Regions from separate parts of the Zea mays genome. Here region 2 is linked to region 1. Evidence: chromatin contacts called from public Hi-C data. All regions are on one chromosome and are shown on one strand. The core of a region is the stretch at or near the end of the contact, and the rest is flanking DNA. Distances in the headings are between cores, read along the strand shown.

Region 1 (3,609 bases), core at 197-2,696:
GTTCTTTGTCGGGTGTAAAAAACACTCTCCAAAGAAACTATTTGCCGAGAGTTAAAAATAAAACACTCGAAAAAAAAAACACTTTACCAAGTATTTTCTTATCGAGTGTTTTTTGGTTGTCAGTCAGTAAAGAGGCGGATTCTAGTAGTGATAGTCTTACCATGTATCCTCTCTCATACACACGTGAGTTCGTGACAGTACATCATCTCTCATACACGGACACACACTATGATAAGCAAGTAGACACACGCCGAAGGTAGGTTTGCTGCTAGCTTGATTTATTCTTTAGGTAGAGAGGCAAACACACGTGAAGGCTTGCATTGCAGCAACCATAGATCAGCTACTAGTGTCATCATCCTCCGTAAGGCTTCTGGCTCCCGCATGCCATGTTGTCCCCGTACCCCACTCCGAGCATACCGCAGTACCTCTTGTAGTAGCCGACCCGGTCCTTGGCGGCTTTGGCGCCGTCGGTGGAGCGGTCCTCGCCGCACTCTAGACCACCGTTGATGATGTTCGTGGTCAGGCCGTATCCGGGGAGCCTCCCCGCGGCGCGGTCGGTGGCGGAGGGCCTCCAGTCGCCGGTCATCACGGCGTGGCACGAGGGCTTGGGCGACTGCGGCGTCATCCAGAACCAGATGGCCGTCTTGAAGGCTACCACGGGGTCTCTCGCCACCAGGTCCGGGTCGCCCACCAGGTTCAGGTTCAGCGCTTGCCCGGCGAGCCTGTAGTTGTACTTACTGCATGCATATATGGGCTCCTGTTATTAGGTTTTCTCTAGTAGATACCCTATCACGCCCTCTATCATATTCTCTATTTGAAATTTTACTTTGTAAACAGTGTTATATACAATATAAATCTCCTATTTTACTCTATCTGCTGTGGATAACATATATAATAACATGCATGCAGAGTGTCTGTGCTGCTGATCTTACTGAGTTAGCTGTATGGGTCCTCGTCCATAGTAGGGTGGGTCCGTCTGTTTCTGTTCCTTCACCCGGCAGTATCCCCAGGCAAACGGTCCATCCGGAGCAGTCGCCCATCCACCTGCACGTACCCATGCGATCAGATGCATGATCGAGCTTAGACGACGGCCCACGAGGAAATGATTGATGGCTAACCAAACCAAGCACGAGGCATTCTGCACGCGTACCGGTGGTTTCGTGGGACGTCTGGCCGAAGAAGGCGGCGAGCTCCCGCCTGCGCGTCTGCTCGTCGCCGGTGGTGCCGAAGCCGGGGAACTTGCTGGCGGCCTCGATGAAGGCGTCGTAGGTGTAGAAGGCGCCCTGGCACCCGCTGTCGCCGCGGTGGCTCAGCATGCTCTGGAACATGGGCCGGGTGATGATGCTCCACACGCCCTGCTGCGCGCCGGCGCCGGCAGCCCCGGCGAGCAGCGCGGCGCCAGCCATGAACAGGACCATCGCTAAAGCCCTCCTCCACATGGCTTGCTTTGATGCTCTCCGCTCCGCTCACGGCCGGGCGTGCCTATTTATAAGTGTTTTTTAAATTGGTGTCCTTAGTTTTGGTAGTGTGCTCACCTATATTGTTAGTCGTGTTTTTTTTTTGCTCAGTTGTGCCCTTCTGTTCTATAGCACTGGATGCATGTGTAGATGACGGAGAATGTAGGCGCGGGTGACGGAGGATGCATGTGTAGATGACTAGATTATTTAGTTTCTAGAATTGAATCATAATCCTCTACCAATCCTTATGTATCCAGTGACCACTACAGGGAAGGCTTAGATTCGGTTTCTGATGAAGAGATAGGGATCTTAGACATAGTCATAGCTCTTTCAGTCACTCTGATCACGTAGAGGATCGGTTCCTCACAGAATGTCGATTAGGGTTTTATGGTCGAATGATTAGTGTTGACTAAACTTATCGGTCCACTTAATCTATTTATATAGCGTCATATGACTGAAGGCTACAACTAATAATTAGGATAGCCTCTAATCAAGGACACGGTTAGACGGTTAGAATTAATCCTACTCTGGTTACTGTAACCGACTAGTGTAGAGTAACATCGTGGAGCTACGTACGGTGAGGTCTGAAATCTGAATGCCTTCTGGCTGCGTTGCGCTGTGTTGACTCGTGGCCGACACGTACGTACGCTGTTCTAGATCAGATTCGGATGGTACGCTGTCTGTACTACGCATGTGAAGTTGGCCACAATTATTGCTGCGCGCAGAGGACAAGAGCCTTGACAAGGTCTCTATGATCCATGGATATCTTGCAGATATTTATATATCTTGCAGTTGTTGCTGATAACCATATATATTTGAGGTACAGCTTGGGTATTTGAAGCTTAATTATGACATAGATTAATTTCCGTGCACGGTTGTAAGATTCTTAAGGCCTTGTTCGTTTGTGTCGGATTGCAACCGAAATCGTTTTAGCTAATTAGAGAAGCAATCTGGTTAGAAATCATTCCGATCCACCCATCTCAAACAACCGAACGGCACCTAAAGAAAATGCAAAGTTATAATTAAGTTAGATTGTTTTTTCAGAATATTTCCTGAGCTAGACGAAAGTAATTGTCTCCAAAGCATTTCCATGAGGCAAGCAGGCGCTACACCAACCTACCACTCGATCTGGTCTTGTCGTCCTGCCCTGCGTTCCAGCATGCAGAAAAAGCTAGCTAACTAGCCCGCCGCGCGCGGCAGGTCGACAAGGGAAAGCTACTAGCTGCATTTTGTGGAAGATGCCAACCCGAGAAGACTTGGGGTCGTCGTCTTGAAGACTTCCTGTTGACCTGCGAACACGAGGTTGATATATGTTCACTATGTTCAAGTGTGACGAATGATTATCAAGAAGATAATCACATTTGGTGGAGTTTATAGACTAACCATTATATGACTGTGGTATAACATGTTTCTTGGCTTATTTGTTTCTAGATCCGCCACTGCACTTTCATTGCTGCTGGACACTATTCTACTCCATGTTCTGCTAAACGCGGGTTGGGGAAGGCTGAGATGGGAAAAAAAATAGATCCCTGCGACCCTGCCCCCTCTCCTGGACAGATCGTGGCGTATATATTTGAAATTTCAATTTTTTAATAGAAAAAGGTACCAAAGCCGGTAGCGGCGCAAGCGCAACCCCCGCTTGCAGCACAATTTGTCCATCAGGCCGTGCCGGGTGGGTCAAGCGGCCTATTTGGCCAATTCGGTTCATGGTACCTTCTATCTGGGCCTCTCCAGATCCGGAAGCCCAGGCGGTCAACCTGTCACGACTCGCGAACTCACGCAGGGCCAAACTGTGGTGCCGGTGCGGCCCGCGGTCCACGGCGAACTGATGAATTTCAGTTCGGCGTCGATCACGGCGTGCAACGATGGCTGCGACATCTGTGTGGGCTGGGCACCAATTCTAATTCAGCAGTCAGCTAGTCAGAGCGATCAGACACAGCAGACTCCATCCCCATGTCAGTACGAACAGCACAAGCTCAGATTTTGACAACCACAAGTAAAAAAATCCCCTTGCATTCTGCCTGTTTCGACTTTCGTCGATGTAACATGTACACGGGCCCAAAAAAAATGCATGACAGAAATGCGAAACCAGGTAGTTACAATCGCAGGACTCTGCAGCACACTCCCCCAGCTACATTCCCAACCCCTGGAC
Region 2 (3,510 bases), core at 590-3,089, 560 kb before region 1:
CTCTCCTTGTTTTTATGATCTTCTGGTGCCAATCTAGTGTGACGTGTGAAGAATTTCTCCTTTGTCGCTTCTCGAGTCTGGCTCATGAGATCTTCAAATTGTCTTTGCTCATCGGTTGACAAACTCTCAAGAGTCAGCCTAACGATGTTGTCTTGAGAGTCACCAATGTGATCTTTGGAACCGACCATCATGGTCGATCTAATAGATCTAATTTTCTGTCCTAGCAGAGCCGCCAAAAAATATGTTGGCACCTTTTTGGGCCAAATATTAATGGTAGCGGACCGTCCGCGGAAGGTCAACGGACCATTTGCGATGGCGCAAAGAGCTTCGGGAAGAACCTAGATCCTGCCTTTCAGGAGGGACCCTGACCGCGGGGAGGAAGAATCTTAGGGTTGCCTTGGGATCGACAGGCCATCCAAAGGGTCTCTAGACGACATAGAGTTAAAGAGAGGAGAAGATCGAAGTTGGGAAACTATAACTAGGGCTAAACTATGGCTAGAACTACTCCTAAGGCTAATGCATAAGATAAATGAGATAAAAGTGATTTGTAGATCCATTGTTGGTTTCTTGAATCGGTCGTACCCTTTCAAATATATATAGTAGGTTCGGACCCATTACTAAGCAAAATCAAACAGTTTCTCGCGAGTTATTAGGATAACCCCACAAAAGATAAGAACTCTAGCCTAAATTAATCTATTTACGGATCGTCTCGGGTAACACGTCGGACCATCCGAGCGTGGACCGTCTAGGATAAGGCTGAACCGACCGTCTAGGTGCCAAATCTGATGATCAATATATGTTGATATCGTGAGGTACAATGTTTGAGTCTACTTTACTCTTGGGGTCATATTCACACATGCATGGACTCATATGATATCTCGTGGGTACAAATTATTTGTGTATGTCCTGGAGCGCACGTACTGCCTTGATCGCCGAAGACGAAACATCGAAAATTAAAGTTTGTCCATGTTCACGTGTTTGCATCGGCTTTTATAACCAACTACTGTGCGTGATTAGTGGCTAGTGGCTACAGTGCGCATCTAGCTAGTCCCTGGACCTGTGGACGACAAACATGGGACTACTCTACTTTCTCGGCAGCGAGGCGGCCAAGAAAGGCATCCGGCACTGTGCGTGGGCGCCTCGTTACTGCAGGATGGATGGATGGGTCTATGTACAGTGCGGCGGGGCGTGCGTCTTCAATTGGCGCCGCGCCGGCCGGAGCCGGAGCCGGAGCCGGGCGGACGGACGGACGACGAACGCGAACAAACAGCTGCCTAGTAGCGAGACAAAAAAGAGACAAGGCGACGGCAGGTGGCTGCACCGCCAGGCAGGCGAGCACACGGTGCCCGGTGCACATGCAGGCAGACGCAGGGAGAGGGTCCTCCGGTCCTCCCCTCACCTCGCGGTTGCAGGCCGGGCGCGGCCAAGTTTAATGCGAGGCCGGCCGCGGGAATCTCGTCCTGCCACGCACCGGCCGCTCTGGGCTGGGCGCCTGGGCCCGGCGAGGCGTCCTCCGCTCCGCTCCTCCCGCGCGCGGCGTTAATGCATGCGGCGTGCCTGCCCGGCCGGTCGCGCCACCGTCCCATGCCGTCGTACGCGCGCCGGTCGTCCCCCAGCCCTGTCCCTGCTGTGATTAGCCGGCGGTGCTGCGGCTTGCGTGGTCGAAGACCAACCAGACCCAACCGCCCAAGGCGAGCTGCTGCACGGCTCACGACAGTGGCCAGATCTGATGTGATTGTGATGCCTTCTTGTTTTTTTTTTTGAGCAAAGCCAACCTCCTGGACCGCGCACGGCCCAGTTTATTTCCATAGGTTAGTGTTGTTTGTTTGGGGCCTGCCCAAACTTGGCGATGAGTCTTGGGCCTATGTAGCATTGGACAGATGCAAGGCCCACGCTGAGTGTGTTGTGTTGTGTGGTTTATATTTTATTTTCTGTTTTTAAATTTTTTATTCCAAAAATAAATCGCTGCCAGTTACCTTTTGACTTGGCATTTTTTCTTAAAACCGCCAACTGTTGTCGGCGATTTTAGTTGCGCCAGCTGAATTATCAATGTCATTTTTACCCATGTTCATTAGCTTAGTTGAATTGCTGAACATGTCTTTGTGTTATAAACTTGCTTTAAGACCGTGTCCAACAGTCTATCCATAGTTTACGTAAAACACTATTTTGTACTGTTTGTACACTGTTCGCAGAGTGAAGTTTTATATGTGTATGAGTATGGATAAGCTGCTGGAGATAATTTAAAAGCTTACTCTAGTCTCCTCAACTGTCGACTTCAAACAAAATAGAATCATAAAAAGTATTAATACTTATTATACTGTACGCATCTAATCATATTTGGGAACGTTGCGCTGCGTGTGGCTTCTTATCGTGTTGGACTTGAGTGATTTCTCATGGCCTATCTGTGGTTTAAGAGCCCATTGGGCCCATTGTTTGGCGAAAAGTGGGAGAGAGAGGAATATATCTATACACTTCACACGTGATGCACGACGTACGACACATAAAACTTGTGTTTTAAAGGAGTAGAGACGTGACACACGACACATGAAATTGATGTTGTGAAAGAGTATATAATAAATTTCTAAAATATTATGAAGTCATCTAATTTTAAAACTGATCATAAAAAGTATTAATACTTATTATACTAAACGAATCTAATCATATTTCGAGAAAGATATTTGTACTATATATGTTTAGAGTCATACATGTTATTTTTATACATCTAACTAAATTTAAGATAGTTTAACTTTCACTAGATTTAAAACCGTATTCTTTTTAGTATTAATTATATAATGTTACTTAGCCTTTACAAAATTAGACGTTCAACTTATTTTGATGTCATATAGTGGTATGAAAATAAATTAATTTCTATTTTTTAAATTGAAGTGATATATTTCTAATTAACTACTTTTAGCGGAGAACTAGAAATAAAGCTATCTCCAGCAGCTTATGCATCTCCATATCTATATTCAAACTCTACTCTGCGAACACTCTTGCTGTGTTCTAAAGGACTTCCCTTCTTTGGTATCTTCTCCTCATCTGACTTCTTCGGTTCATCAATTGTCATGGCTTCCATGCCATTATCCGAAGTCATCTCCGGTGTGCCTCTGTCATAGATGCGGGTGTTGAAGTGTCCCTAGAATCTTTTCCCGAAGGCAAAGGAGTACTTAGGCTTGTATCTTCAGTTGACGCAGGCACAATTGCCTTATGCGAATCAGCTTCTTCCGGGGTGGCTGGTGTAACACCTCTGGTGTTAAGCATGCTTATACATCGCCTATGCATCATGAAAAATATCATCATGAGCATCATTAGTTATTCATAACTTGAATCTAATTCATGAATTACTTATCATTTTATGTGGTTTGCAAATGTGCTTGAAATACTAGAAACTTATGTTCTAGAATCTTATGCCATTAAAGAGTAATCGAGTGTGTAGCTAAACCAACCTAAAGTGAACTAGTTTTGTTTGAGGTAGCTTTTCAACTACTTAGCACAAATGATGATGACTTG

Evidence for each region. A called contact is a pair of places that touch in the nucleus more often than the background predicts.
Region 2: a contact with region 1 is called in a Hi-C map of ear, with 1.8 times the contacts expected there. The contact joins the enhancer-like site here to the promoter of LOC100191592 in region 1. A contact is called at or near these places in 2 of 25 Hi-C or Micro-C datasets (ear and tassel).

What each region holds. Positions count from the first base shown.
Region 1 is chr1:7,341,998-7,345,606 of Zm-B73-REFERENCE-NAM-5.0, reverse strand. It overlaps LOC100191592 (basic endochitinase), which reads right to left and starts at 1,446. Exons shown (of 3, transcript NM_001137022.1): 1 at 1,151-1,446; 2 at 933-1,044; 3 at 134-737. The coding sequence starts at 1,439. The coding sequence ends at 353. It overlaps LOC100273485 (putative protein kinase superfamily protein), which reads right to left. Exons shown (of 9, transcript NM_001147922.1): 9 at 3,456-3,609.
Region 2 is chr1:7,904,805-7,908,314 of Zm-B73-REFERENCE-NAM-5.0, reverse strand. No RefSeq gene overlaps it. Among protein-coding and RNA genes, the nearest start is that of LOC115032970, 5.3 kb to the left of the region's middle. Within about 2 kb of position 1,839, at least 20 of the 20 cell types and tissues checked have an H3K27ac peak or open chromatin away from gene starts, as enhancers often do. A contact at or near this core is called in ear and tassel, where this site is marked.